Linked DNA regions of Arachis hypogaea: region 1 is linked to region 2. Evidence: chromatin contacts called from public Hi-C data. All regions are on one chromosome and are shown on one strand. Each heading gives the region's core, a stretch centred on a gene start, on an enhancer-like site or on the middle of the called end of the contact. The rest is flanking DNA. Distances are from core to core; before and after follow the strand shown. Region 1 holds the start of LOC112727783 (hsp70 nucleotide exchange factor FES1). Region 2 holds the start of LOC112727780 (isochorismate synthase, chloroplastic).

The links. A called contact is a pair of places that touch in the nucleus more often than the background predicts.
Region 1: a Hi-C map of leaf shows a contact between it and region 2, with 5 times the contacts expected there. The contact joins the promoter of LOC112727783 here to the promoter of LOC112727780 in region 2. A contact is called at or near these places in 4 of 8 Hi-C or Micro-C datasets (leaf and an unstated tissue).

Annotation. Positions count from the first base shown.
Region 1 is chr12:96,721,004-96,728,485 of arahy.Tifrunner.gnm2.J5K5, reverse strand. LOC112727783 (hsp70 nucleotide exchange factor FES1) reads right to left here and starts at 1,542. Exons shown (of 6, transcript XM_025777683.3): 1 at 1,176-1,542. The coding sequence starts at 1,261. LOC140177341 (a long non-coding RNA gene) reads right to left here. Exons shown (of 2, transcript XR_011869178.1): 2 at 7,319-7,482.
Region 2 is chr12:96,398,112-96,405,745 of arahy.Tifrunner.gnm2.J5K5, reverse strand. LOC112727780 (isochorismate synthase, chloroplastic) reads left to right here and starts at 3,864. Exons shown (of 15, transcript XM_025777679.2): 1 at 3,864-4,140; 2 at 4,262-4,671; 3 at 5,177-5,294; 4 at 5,400-5,516; 5 at 5,600-5,746; 6 at 6,038-6,112; 7 at 6,192-6,260; 8 at 6,467-6,585; 9 at 6,680-6,737; 10 at 7,205-7,315; 11 at 7,487-7,571. The coding sequence starts at 4,033.

The sequences.
Region 1 (7,482 bases), core at 293-2,792, 330 kb before region 2:
GAGGTTGGGATCCCAGGACATGGGATGGCTGGCATTTGAACAACGGTAGAGGGAAATCCTATGATATATATAGCATGCCTATTGTATATATTTTATTTTTATTTTGAAGAAGGGGAAAAAATAAACCATGTATGAAGAATCATAGTAATAATCCAAAATCTTAAGTTCTATATTTCATAATAGTTCCATAATCCATACTAAATAAACTCACCAAGTCATAATTCCTAATTTAAGATCTCAATGATCAATCATCATCTCGAGTGAAATTACCCATATACCCCTTTTAAACCATCGCAGAAGTTGCTTCTTTTTTTTTTTTTTTTTTTTGTAGGGGTGGGAGAGAACAACAATTTCCTCTTAAAATATACAAAACTAACTAAATTTTCACAAAGGAGTATACAACTTTGTCTACAACCGTATGCTAATATTCCTCTGATTTCAAAATTACAAAACCAACATAGCAAACCATAATATTTGGGCCCATCCCCATCCATATTCAACTTCTAAAAGATAAATGTATCCCTTTCATTTATACTAGAATTTTCAATACAACTATGCAACAATGCATGTTATAAAGTATAAACCATAGCTACAAAACATGAAACCTTGATACCTCTCAACAACAGAAACATATTCATAACATCAAGAAACTCGCACCCTAATCAGCTGAATATCAATATCAATCTCTTCATTGATAAAAGAACGTGACCTTGCAGGAAAAAAAAAAAGCCAGGGAAAAGATAAAGGTGTGATGCATTTTTATCTTCTGTTTTCATTTTCAGCATTTTCTGTTTCTGTTTTCATCTCCTGTTTACTCTTTTGTGTTGGCAAAATTCTAAAAACAGAAAACACTGAAAATAAAAACAGAAAATAAAAACCCTAAAGAAAGGCAACCTAAGCTTCTAAATTATTCAATGAAAGAATCAGAATAGATTGATTGATTCTTAACTTCAGTCTTCAGGCTCTCCATTCATAACTTCATATTGATTAAAAGCATAAAACCCCACTTTACTCCATTAAGCAAAAATTAACAATACTATTAAAAAATGCAAAAATAAATTAATAATATTGAAACATCGACTTCCCTTTTTGCATCAAAGGGGGAAAAACTTACTATAACGAGCTAACTCAACAAGAAGAACATACTTAGAGAGAAAAGAAGAGATTGAAAGTACCTTAAATTGCGAGTGGGGCGAGTTCCATCGGAGTTAGCAATGCTCCATTTGAGTAATCCATCCCAGTTAGGTCCTTCTTTTGCCATTGTTGCTCGATTGAAGAAAGAGTAGAAGACAAGAAAAGAGGGAAAACTTCGAATAGGGTTTTAAAATTCACGAACAGAATGAAGAAGAGGGTTTTGGGAACGCGAAGGGGTTGGGGGTACTTATTCGTGTGGCAAGCGCGTGAATGATTCGGGAAGCGTCTCAAGGATTCGGGAGAGTGGTGGAAAGTGGAAAGAGGAACAAGTGAACAACGAAGAAGTACCGAATAGAAACTTGGATTTTTTTTTTTTTTTTTTGGTATTCCAAACTTGGAGTTTTCGGCATTAGACTGTTAGGCCATGGGCCTTTGTTATATGGCTCAGACTCGGGCTTCGGCCTACAATTCTTTTCCATTTTTCTACTATTATAATTATGTTTTGGTCAAGACAGTTTCTTTCATAGCATCTTCAAAAACATCTAGATACCAAAAAAAATTCAAAAATATCTAATTTCATCTATCAGTTTTAGGATTATTTTTAATAAATAAAATAAATATTTTAATTACGAATATACGTTAATTTGAGAGTATTTACTGATTTCTATTAAATGACTTATCTTATTTACATTGTAAGCTCAACTCCGCACAACATAAGGATTAGCACGCTTTCGGAAAGAACATAGAATAGTAGAGGATCTAGTATACGGAACACGACGATCATTAGAAATTCACGAATTAGAGATACTGTAATATACTCTTTACCATAATTTCTCATACCAGACCAACCCACTAAAATACAAATAGGGATCAGAAATGTGGTCAATATCACAAAGAAAAAAGAGAGATCGTCTATACCCAAATAAAAATTGATGTTTTCATAAGGAAGCCATCAAAGGCTTTCCACAAATTGAAATTTGGCTATAGAAGGATCGAATTGTATCCGAGGAACAAGGAAATACAAAAAAGTAATAAGAGAGGCACACAAACCAATCAATCGTGTCGGTCGTATTCTTGAATTTGAAATGAGAATAGGAATAATGCTTCCTAGCATGGGACACAGAATAGGACCACTTAGATCAGAATAGCATTCACAGAAATGTTCAAACATAGAGTAGAATCGAACATTGAAGAGATTAGTTAACAACAGTAAAAAGATGGGCGCCTAATTCCAATACTATAAGGGTCTATCAGTACAAGTCAGCTGAACACCGTGATTGATGAGTGGGTAGGTGGGTTAGGTGCACCTCTCGTCCAGTGGGAAGTATTGAGGCGAGTCTCCTTCCCCCCCCCCCCTTCCTTTTTCTACTTTTCCTCTCTCCTTTTGCTTGTGCTTCTACCCGGGCTTTTCATTTTTATAAATTTATATATAGAGACCCGAGGAAATTTTTATAAGATTCATTGCTCGCAATCAAGCTTGGAGTATAAATGAAAGGAATGGAACAAAGTGTTGCTTCGGGAAACATGGGTATTGAAAATCTTAAAAATCTGTGGGTTCCAAATTTTGAAGGAATTCCTGCCAAGATGACGGATCCTCCCATAGGCGCCTCTACATGAGCTTCGGGTAACCAAATATGAACTGGTACCATAGGTACTTTGATGGCGAAAGCGACGAAAGAAGCAATCCATAGAAAGATTTGACGCCGCTCACTAAATTCTGTCGTTAATGATATTTATAAATCGGCGGTCCCTATTTGGAAAAGAATTAACAGAATAGCTAATAGCATAAAAACATATCCAAGTAAAGTATAAAGGAAAAACGGATATGCTGCCTTGATCTTTCTTTATCTCGAGCCTCATACCCCTATAATAATGATAGAGTAAGGGGTGGCCCCAAAGCGGAATTTAGCGATGGTGGTTGGTCGAAGCTCCAGTAGGTAGCCACTCCATTCTCAGGGAACCTTACGTGAGACTTCCGCATCATATGGCTCCGCCCCGAGCTTCCATCGCCGGCCTTTGTCATTAGACCACTATCTATGTATGTATATTAAGCTTGGACTCTCGAACATTTTGCTTCTCGGGTGGTGGCAAACAATGCAGCTTGCGTTGCGGGCCCGCATTTTGTATTGAATAGGGGCCCGGCCCACTTCTCGCCCGAAAGAATCGCTCACTAGCTAGCCGGACTAGTGGGGGCCTTATCTGGAGACATACTGAAAACCATGCCCTTCGAACCGAACGCAACGCCCGTCTTCCAAATCACAAAAAGGGCTCGTTGGGAAGAAAGATGGAGTGCGGCCTGTAGAGCACACGTAACGTCCTGTTATTATTATGCGGGTTGCTCACACAGTGGATCTCTCTCTCTAGATATCTAGAGAGATGTGAATAGCCTTTATTTATGGCTGCCTCCCGACTTACAGCTTTATGCTACTACTACTGTGATGTGAGCGGTTCAAATGGGTTTTTTTCCAATTTATCCTGGCCAGAACTTGTATGCAGCACTTATACAAAGGTGCATGCATAAAGGTTTGGAACCCTTTTCTTATTTGAATCTTAAAGACAGGACCTATTCTCATCTCGAACCCTCTACCGAGCTTAACCATGCCCGCATTTCCTTTTTTTTTTAAGGGGGCCAAAGAAATGTCTCTGCCTGCTGCCAACAGTCTTTCTTTATAATTCTACTGAACGGGTTGATCCTCCCATTTGTTATAGCAACTTCGCTTAAGGTCTCCTCACCAAGAGCTCCCCGGCGACGACAGAGGAACCAACCCGCCCGCTGTGGCGGGGCGGCTTTTTTTTCACAACAAGACGTGGACGATTATCCGTACCCTCGGTAGCTTACGACTTTACGTCCATCCCTAGTTGGGTACAGTTTCCTTTTGATTTCTCCCTTGTAGCCGTTACTCGAATTCACGCAAGTGTGTCCACACCCCCCAAACTGACTTGACGAGGAATCCATTCTCGCGAACAAACACAGCCCCTACACACACCTAGGAGCTCCCCTTCCTGCATATCCATACAAGACCCAAGTAGGTGGGTCGAGGTCCTACGAGGTAACCACTACTCGGAGTACCCTCCCAAAAGGAAAAGGATGTGTTTGTCAGGTTCGGTTCGTCTTAGTTGGGTTGAGCGGGTTCGACCAGAAATGCTATGCTTATGCACAAGACTACCCCTCTTCCCGAAAGCTTCGCGGGGACTACTTTACATTATAAACGAGATAAGCATGGACATAGTGTAAATGAAATATGGTCATATTTATCTCGTTTACACTGTAAACAAGATACGTGGTAATGTAAAATGTTTACACAATAAACGAGATATAATATGACAAAATCAACCTATTATAAAAAGATCAGGAAATCGATGGTATTCCACACAAATCTCTCAATTCTTCCTTTTCTTTCGTTTTCTTCAAAAAACTTCTAAAAAAATTGTCTAGTGGTAATGGTTTCTTCGTTGTGATGGTGTCTTCCAACTGTCTGATGAAAAATAATGATAGTGAGAATATATTTGAGTGTGAGAGTCCTACACTGTTCTGAACTCGAAGAGCAAATTTGTTGTCCGAGTTAAAGAGTATGATATTGACGCACGTCAGCAATGGGGGAGAGAAAAGAGGTTGGTAGAGTTGGGTATAGGATGCTAGCATCGATAGAAAAATAGTGTATTTCGGTCTCGTCTGTTCTAGCTCGATGGCGATGAGCATGTACGCCTAATGTTTGACGTGACGGGAGAATTATGGTTGAACAAGTGATGAAACTTTTTGCGGAGGTTCGTGATGTTAGTGGTGGTGGTTCTGGCGGCTCGAACTTTGTATCGAATGACCCTCCTTTGGCACCACGACTGTTGCACTGTGCTAGTCCCGTGCAGGACATAGACGTTGAGGATGAGGAATCCGACGAAGAGTACGTTGCCGATAGCCAAGAAAGTGGATGACGATGATGACGACAATAATGAGTTCATACCAGAAACTCCTGTTGGTGGATCAGTTCAATACCTTTTGTCTACTCCGCATCCAATTCAAGAGTTATTATCTGTACCCAGCCACTACCATACATTAGATTTGGATGTGATACACGAAGAAACTCCGTATTCGAGTATGGGGGCCGATGATTACAACACCACCGATGGTGTGGAGTTTTGGGTTGGTTACAGATTCAAGAGCAAAGAGGCAGTGCTGCAAGGCGTGAAGAATTACAGCATTCAGAGAAGTGTCGAAGTTGTCAAGTAGGATCTGTTAAAGTACCACATATGTTGCCGATAATTTACGGATGGTTGTCCTTGGAGTCTCAGTGTCGCTCTCTGACAGAATATAGGATATTGGTGAGTTATAGTATTTTAGTTCCTTGTCTTCTTTGTTGTTGTTATTTTGGTTATATTTTAATTCGACTATTTTTGAAATGGTTAGGGAAGTGCATAAATTCGGCAGACCACACACGTGTCTGGCCCCCACCATGTCACAGGATCATCGACAGTTGGACAACAACCTCATATGCAGAATCATCTTGTCACTCAAACAGTCCAGTCCATCAGTTACTATCCCTGTTCTTCAGAGTACAGTGAGACAGAGCTATCACTTTAAGTCATCCTACAGGAAGGTTTGGATGGCAATACAAAAGATAATTGCGCAGATATATGGTGATTGGGAGGAGTCATACAATAAGGTACCGCAGTTGCTCCAAGCATTATAGAATTGTCTCCCTGGCACGGTATGTGACATCATTGTAATGTCGTACTATGATGGCCACTTGATGGTGCGCGACTGCTGTTAGTTCGACAAAGTGTTCGGGTCATACCCTCCCTGCATTGAAGCTTTCAAGAATTGTAAGTCATTCGTATCCATAGATAGCATGCACTTTTATGGCAAATATGGTGGAGTGTTGCTCATTGCAGTTGCACAGGATAGTAACAGTAACATCCTCCTTGTGGCCTTCGTCATTGTTGAGCCTAAGAGTACGGAGTCATGGTCCTTCTTCCTTACCAATATGAGATGCCATGTGACACCGCAAGAAGGGTTACTGATTATATCTGATAGATCCCAAGCAATCAAGGTTGCACATAGAGCTGATGACAGCCTCTGGAAGCCTCCTAGGGCACTCCATACGTATTGTGTCAGGCACATGACTGCGAACTTCATGTCTCGGTTCAAGTCAACCAATGGCAAGCAATATCTCATTAATGCTGGATACGAGTGGTATGGATGCTCTAAGGACGTCATCCCATGAGATGCCTGACTGGGCCGGTAGATTTAATAAGGAAATATGGCTGCAACATTGTGATGGTGAATGTGGGTTTGGGCACATGATAACTAACCTATCCGAGTGTATCAACACAGTTCTGAAGGGTACAAGATACCTACCCATTCCAGCTATCGTTAGATGCACGTACGAGAAATTGCAGTAGTTGTTCGTTTAGAAGGGTAGGGAGGCATAGGCTCAAATGACAGCGGGTAATCGATATTCACAGTGGCTACAGGCTACGGTTGAAAAGAATAGAGTGGGTATCCAGAAGATGCGGGGTTACACATTGCGACAGGAGGGCTTCAATTTTTTTGGGTAGAGAAATTAGAGTCGTTTGAGGGTTGCAGCCAGAGTTCATTCCGTGTGCGGTTGAGCTCGGAGACATGTGACTGTGGGTTTGCTCAAGTCACTTCATTTCCTCTGTCGTCATGCACTTCCTACTTGTGCTGCTTCTATCGTCGAGTAGGGCCATATGTTCATCTAGTCTACCTGCAGGAGTCTGTGTTCAAGGTTTACGAGGTAGTGTTTACCCCAATTCCTGTCGATAATCTTTGGCCAGTGGTCGGGGCACATTTGCGCCCTAATCTGGCCATGCGTAGAAAGGCAATCGGCAGACGAGTTTCTACGAGGTTTCATAGCGATATGGACAAGGTGGAGTGCCAAGAGAAATGGTGTCGTCTATGCTAGCAAACTAGTCGTACTCGGAGGGGTTGTCTGAATCAACCCACAGAGGATACTTAGCAGTTGCGTAACTTGTGCTGCATTTCATATGTATTAGAAGCGTGTTATTCATTTATGGTTACGTTATATATCGTTGTTATTTTGTTTTATTTAGCAATCGAACTGTCCATGTTTTATATTGTATAACAATAATTTGCATACATAACCCTAATCAAAGCATGGATAGTAACTAAATAAATTTGTTAAACAAGGTACATAAAACAAAGACAGAAAATAAAGGAGTACATCATCACTATATTGTAAAATTTTGGTACAAAACACTGTACTATGGAATGGTACAAGATAAACTACTAACTAATCTAACAACACGTACTACCAGTCATGGATGCTGGTCCCTAGGGTAATGAAGGTGATGCCCAGTGCCACAAGGGGG
Region 2 (7,634 bases), core at 2,615-5,114:
GATGGATAAGTAATGGTGAATATAGAATTATTTAGGATGGATAGAACTAAGTACATCTTTTTATTGAAAATATGAATTTAAAAATATTATATTCAATTCTCAATAGTCAACCTCTCATTGAACCATTGTATGTTCAAAAGATTTTTGAAGAAATGAAATAATTTTAAGTATATAATTTTTTGTAAAAAATTAATTAATTTAAGGTATTTATTGTTGTTGATTAAAAAAGTAAATTGAAATGACAATTTAATCTTTCTATACTCTTAAAATATTATTTATTTATTTTTCTAACATTCTTTATCATCCAATGATCACATTAATATAATTTAATTCAATAAATTTATTTATCATCATTTGATTGAATAAAAATTCTATTTTATCTGAAAATTTTATGATTTCTCAACCTCAAGATCATCCATGTTAAATCATTAAGAAATATAATTGAGAAAGCGGAAGCGTCCTTTCATTCGAGAGCATGATTGAGATCAGGGAGCTTGGCTCTTGTGATTATTTGATCTTCGTCAACCAAAACTTTCTGTATTTTTGATAGAGCTAAATCACAACTTCACTATGAAAAAAGAGCTACGGAGGCGAGTTTGATGTGTTGGAGACCAAAATCCTGAAGTCATTATTTATATTTGAATGTGACACTCATTAAACCCTAAAACTCAAATAAAATAGTATCTATAGTTTTAATCTCATTTATCCAAATCAAAAGTAATAATGACTTATTTAATTCAATATTTATGACAATAAATGAGATCACCGTTATATAAGCCATTTAATGTGAAATTACTTAATTTGCGATTATAATTAACATATGAATTGCCCATAAATATATTAAGAAATAATAATTTTCTAACAATCTTTCATTTAGGCTATACATATATATTTTTCTGAGATAATCACATTCTATAAATTTTATGAAATTACCGCAGTTTTTATCACATTAGTGTCGTAACGAAACCACGATGATCACCATACTAAAATACTCAACCACATAGATCAAATTTGGATGAGAAAATTCTGACATGAAAAAACAATCTCATGCATGCCTATTTTCAACTGGTCCAACTTGAATAAAAATTCTATTTTATTCGGTGATAGACTGAGATGAAACTGCAAGGACAATGCTTAGGCTCATAATAACCAGTGATGGCAACATGAGTTGTGAAGGAAGATGAGAGCTGTAAAGGGGTAGGCAGCAATGGGCTCAGCAACGACGATGACGGGAGCTATGAGGATTTTTGTGAAGAAGCCGAGAAGAAGAAGACTCTGAGTGAGGATGACTAGGTTTCTCTTGCATGGCGATAGAGTATAGACTGAAGTTGTGAATCACTGAATTTGTGATGTGAGGCAAATCCTAATTCCTAAAAAGCGTTTATATGTATATATCTGGGGCGGGTACACCCTAAACCCAACCATACCCTGTCCTGAGCAAAATCAGCCCCGACTCAGATCAAGTTATTATCCTCCCCAACCGGGTATAGACGGGTTGGGTACCCACGTATTTGGGTACTCCTGTCAAATCTAACCACGTATTGATGCTCCATTTATTAAGGATTTATTGCTAGCCAATGGATTGCTACACACACAAGACGAGATTCTAACTCTTAATAGTTGTTTAAGTGGACGAGTGAGATGATCACTCAACAAACTTAAATTGATTAAGACAAATATTAATTATTTTTAATATTTTAATATTAAAAGTCTTGAGAATTTGATTTTAATTATAACTTTGTAAAATATTTATAATAATAATTACTACATATATTTTATTTAATTTTTTAATAATTTTTTTATATAATTTTATGTATTATATATCCCGTTCAAGGTACGAAAAACATACACTAGTTTGTAGTAAAAATTACGGTTATGAAAATCAAATCGGACCGTCCAATTCAACTGGATTAATCGAAAATCAATTTTTTGATCAATTCGATTAAGGTGAAAAATTATCTAGCAAAAAATCAGTAAAAAATGGTCGAATCAACGGTTAATCGATGAATTATATGAACCGATCTAATTTTTTGGAGTTTGTTCGGTTCACTAAAAATATGCAATGTAAGGTCATTTTACTAATAAAAGAAGGGTAAAGTATTATTTTGTCCCACCATTAAATTTGACGTAAACAATTCGCATATTAAAGAGGCAATATCATTCGATTTTAGTATCTAAGTAAAATCGATCAACCAACAATCACTAATATAAGAGTTTTTCTTTTTATTTTGGAGCGTTGATAATTGATTGTTAGAATTTGAAGTTTTGTATAAAATGAATATTGAGGAGAAGAAGTATTACAAGAAGATTTTGATTATGTTTTTCTAGCGCATGAAAGAATATATAACTTAACTAGTAACGTTATTAATATTTACATTACTCATTCCGTTAACTATTAATATCAAATTTAATGGTAAGACAACATTAAACTTGTTTCAAACTTTTTAAAACAAAAATAAAACGTTTAAAACCTTAGGTTAAAACGTTAGGGATCAAATTAAGATTTGACCCTAAGATTGATACTAAAATAATACTCTACCCTTAAAAAAATAAAAAATTTGCAAACCCAGTAAGACAATACAACATCTCATGTCTCACCTCATTAGTCTCTCATACATCAGAGAAGCCTACAACCACTCACCCCCACCTTCTCTACTGCCGAGCTACACTTCGTCAGTCAGAGGGTGCCGTCGCCATCACCGGACTAGTCTCAACTGAGCCTCCCACTTCTCCCGTCGGCATCACTCACATGCATAGAACCTACGGACACGTTCATTTTCTTCCCGGCGCTTTTTGGTTTCCCATCGTTCTCTCTCTCTTTCTGACCGCACTCTCTCTCACCCTCACCCAAGCCGCATATGTTGAGGAATCAAAATAAGAGTTCATATTCCTACCCAATATCCACACTCACTCCCACTGCCTTTTTTATTGTCGAAAACTCACGTTACTGCCGGCATTCACACAGTCGCGGTTCTCTTCTTGTGTCATTGAGGTTCTCTTCAAGCTCTCCCTCGCTTCTTCAATTTTATATTTGTGAGTTAATTGGTTTTTTGAGTTAATTTTTTTTATTGTTGATTGTTTTTCTTTCTGAGTTAATGGTTGTGTTTTTAAGTTAATTAATTTTTTTAATTTTTAATTATTGTTAATGTTAATTGTTGGTTTTGTTGAGTTAATTATTATTGATTGTTGTCAAATTTTAGAGTTAACTTTGTACTATTATTCTTATTCTAAATTAGTTTCTTATTTGTTGTAGGGTTGCTGATTATAAATTATGTTTTGATATTTTTCATGAACTTTAATGTTTGAGTTTGTTTATGAATTTTTAATGATAAAATATAGATAAGTTATTATGTAAAATTAGAAAATTTTAAATTTTATTAACTTAAAAATTGTAATTTGAATATTTAAAATTATATACTAAATTTTTAATAATTTTATTTTATATTTAATTAAACCGATTCAATTATATTTTGATTTTGGTTGGATGATTAAACCGTTAAATTAGTAACTTGATCAATTTATTGACGGTTTGGTTCTTGTAACTTTGGTAAAATTGTTTAACAAAATAAGCCAAAAACTGAAAAAATTAATTAATCGGTTGAATTGATTTAAATAATTATTTAAAAAGCCATTTTTTTTAATTATATATTTCATAAATAAATATATTATTTTAAGTTGAATTTTTAAATCTCTTTCATCTTCGGTTCGATTTTGAGAATATAGATAAAACTATCAAGTATAAACAAAGGGAGTAACATACACGTGTAATCTTCAATAGTTCAATAGGAAAATAAAAACACTCTAATCCAATTGAAATCATGGAGGGAATATATAAAAGATTAAAAGGTCATCCTCCAGACTCTAGAGTCAAATGAATGTCGAGTCCCACCTATAAAATCCATATAATTTCGTTCGATATCATATCATATCCTCTCACATTTTCTTACAACACAAGCTAGCCACCATTTCATCACACACACACACACACACCCTCTCTCTCTTATGCTCCCTCACACATACTAAAACTCACTTATGGCAACAGCTTCTGCTCACAAGTCTCTCACAAAATGCACAAACACCTTCCTCTTATTTCCTCTCTCCAAGAAGCAACACTCTATTTACACTCTTCATTTTCACCAAGTAATACTCCTCTCTCACTTTTAATTCTTTCTTTGTCTTCCAAAATTCCTCTTAATTATGTCGCTATCTTTAATATTTACACTAGTCATATGTTTTTATTTTGTTATTGGTGATTGTTCAGAGACCATTGTGCCATGGATGCTATCTTTCAATGAATGGCTGCAGAAAAGGACAGTCAAGAGGGCCTGTTGGGACAATAGAGACACAAACGTTGGAACCGGTTGCAACAACTTCAATGGCTTTGTACAGCCTGAAAATGACGATTTCTAAGATGAAATCAGAGCCTCCATATCGGAGCTCTTCGGGCATAGTGAGGCTGCAGGTCCCCATTGAGGAGGAAGAGGTTGAGGCCATTGATTGGCTCCACTCACAGAACCACCTGCTCCTTCCTCGCTGCTTCTTCTCCGGCAGGGAACACAATTCTTTTGACTCTAATGGCAGAAGCTTGGTTAGCGTTGCCGGTGTTGGCTCTGCCGTTTCTTTTTGCCAGCCACACCCCTTTTCCTATTGGGATTGGATATCCATTAGGAGGTAAGTCATTTTTTTTTCCTTCAACAAACAAACTTCTATTATTTATTTTTTGAAAAAGTCTAGAGAACAGCAACTTTGTTAAATTCTAATCAACATGTAACTAACAAAGAAAAGTGAGTCATTAGATGAACATTCATCTCACACCATTAAAACTATCATTGATGACTATTTGATGGCTACAAATCATAAAAATTGCTGGTTTCTAGCATTCCTCTTATTTTTTTTATTTGGTTGTTTCCGTGTCCCTTAACACGCCATGTGACCTCACAACTTTTTTTGTTTTTTTTTAAATATTAGATAATTATTAAAATTTATTAATTTTATTTATTAATTAATTATTAATTTTTTAAAATATAAAATAAAATATATTATAAGTTAATTATTAAGTAATAATAAAAAATAATAAATTTTCATGACTCTAATATCCCCCGGCACCATTGCTCCATTGAATGCTTATTATTGTTTTGCTTGTGTTTAGTTCCTGATAAAACAACTTACTTTCAAGGTTTCTTTCTGAGAGCTGCCCATTGATTCGTGCATACGGAGCCATCCGATTCAACGCAAAAGCTAAGGTGTCATCAGAGTGGCTGCCTTTCGGTTCTTTCTACTTCGTGATTCCTCAGGTGCATACATTGCATTCTTTCAAAAAACCACTAATTACTTATTCCATTGTTGATAGTATTTATAGCATCAGCAGCTAGATATACCAAGCCCAAAAAAATTGACAGGTTGAGTTTAATGAGCTTGAAGGAGGATCGATGCTCACTACGACCATTGCGTGGGACAATACAATTTCTTGGTCCTGGGAAGATGCAATCAATGCTCTCCAAGAAACCCTTAGCAAGGTGATTCCAAATTGATTCTGTTACTTTACTTATTATTAGGCAGAGATTTAGTTCAGAGTTCAAACTAAAATTTTGGGCTGCAGGTTTCTGCTTCGATTGTGAGGTTTCCGAAACAAGCTCCTCCAACATTAATACTAAGTAGCCATGATATTCCAAGTAAAATATATTGGGATATTGCTGTTAACAGAGCTTTGGAGATGATAAAGAAAAACAACTCCTTACTAACCAAGGTAAACCTATAATTTTTCCGACCATGTTTTGATTTCTTACATTGATATCATAACTTGCGTCACAAGAATTCATTTGAAAACACTCTCTTTAACCATGTGTAATCATTCTGTCTTATATGCGTGCTATGTCGATTACTGTTTTTATAATCAACTAGGTAGTTCAAGATAGGATTCTAAGAATTGTACTACATTACAAATTTATTTTTTTTACCTCTTATCTTATATATATATGAGTACTATTTTCCTTGGTCAAATAAAAAAAAATTCATCTTTGTTATATTGGAAATTCAGGTTGTGCTGGCTCGTAGTACAAGAGTAGTGCCTACTACTAACATTGATCCGCTTACGTGGTTAGCTTGCTTAACGGTATTGAAATCTTCTTTGAATTTTGACACTTAAAATGGTGTCTTGGCATCAAGAAGTAATGAATTTCAAATGTGTGTAGGTTGAGAGCGAAAATGCATACCAGTTTCTCCTTCAGCCGCCAAATGCACCTGCATTTATCGGAAATACAGTAAGTCTATAACTTATTTCATTGCATTCTACATGCTGAAAATTCCAGAATTTATATATCAGAAGATGAATTTCACTTTGTTGTTAGTTTTCTTAATTTGAGAGTCATCCAATGGATAACCTGTTCAAGAAATATTCGGTGAATATCAACAATGATGAATTCTTCTGCTCTGTTGCCATTTTAATTTCTATGAACTTGATGAATAGCCAGAGCAACTATTTCACAGAAAATGGCTCCACATTACTAGTGAGGCTTTGGCTGGAACTCGAGCTAGAGGAGTGTCGATGGCACTGGATCGTCAAATAGAACTTGACTTGCTTACAAGGTTAACTTATATTCCTTGATGCCTGTGGTTACCACTATTTTCATTGTGTCTAGCTCCCCAAATTTGTTGTATAAGTTTCTTCACATATTTACAGTCCAAAGGATGATATTGAGTTCACCATAGTAAGAGATACCATAAGAAGAAAATTAGAGGTGAGTTTCTTTGACTTTTTTTTCTCGGTTAATTTCACTTTTTGTAGGTAAGGAGTGCTGCACTCCTTGTTAACTTGACAAATCTTAGTTCTTTATTTATTATATTTTATATCAATGACTCAAATTTAAAATTTAGAATTTATGATTTAGGATTTAAAGTTTAGAATTTAGAATTTAGGTTCAGATATTTAGAGTTCATAATTTAGGTTTTAGGATTTAAGATTTATGGAGTTCAAAGAGGGCTACACTCCTTACTTTCTTCCGAGCGCATTAGCATTCGCTAAGTTAAATACAAAACAAATTGTCATTGACAATGGCTGTATTTTGTTTTTGTGTAATGCTGAACTCAATGTACAGTTTAATTTACCATATTACCTTTTCCATCTTCTTGTAGTTATGTTGGACCTTCCATGGTTATGATTATGATAAGGATAAAACTTGCATCTGGTTGTTGTTTTTTTCAACAGGGAGTGTGTGAAAAGGTTGTAATTAAGCCAAAGAAAATGATAAGAAAGCTCCCCAGGATCCAACATTTATTTGCTCAATTAGCCGGCAGGTTAAGAAGCGAAGAAGACGAGGTAATCATAGTAAAATTTGAGTGCTATGTACCCTACTTTTACTCCTTTAAAGGTTCGAATTTTTGGTTCTCCAAATGAAGTAATTTTATTAGTACCCACCATACAACAAGTTTGTGAATCTTTCTTGCTTTCCTTTCTTTTTTCTTTTTTTGTTTTTTTTCCTTTTAATAGTTTAAAATTTTGTCATCTCTTCACCCAAGTCCAGCAGTTTGTGGGTTTCCAACAGAAGAGGCACAACTTTTAATTGCAAAAACAGGTGCATCCATTTTCTCTACATCATTATTATTTCTGATGTTTAATCCTTTTTTTTCTTTTAGGG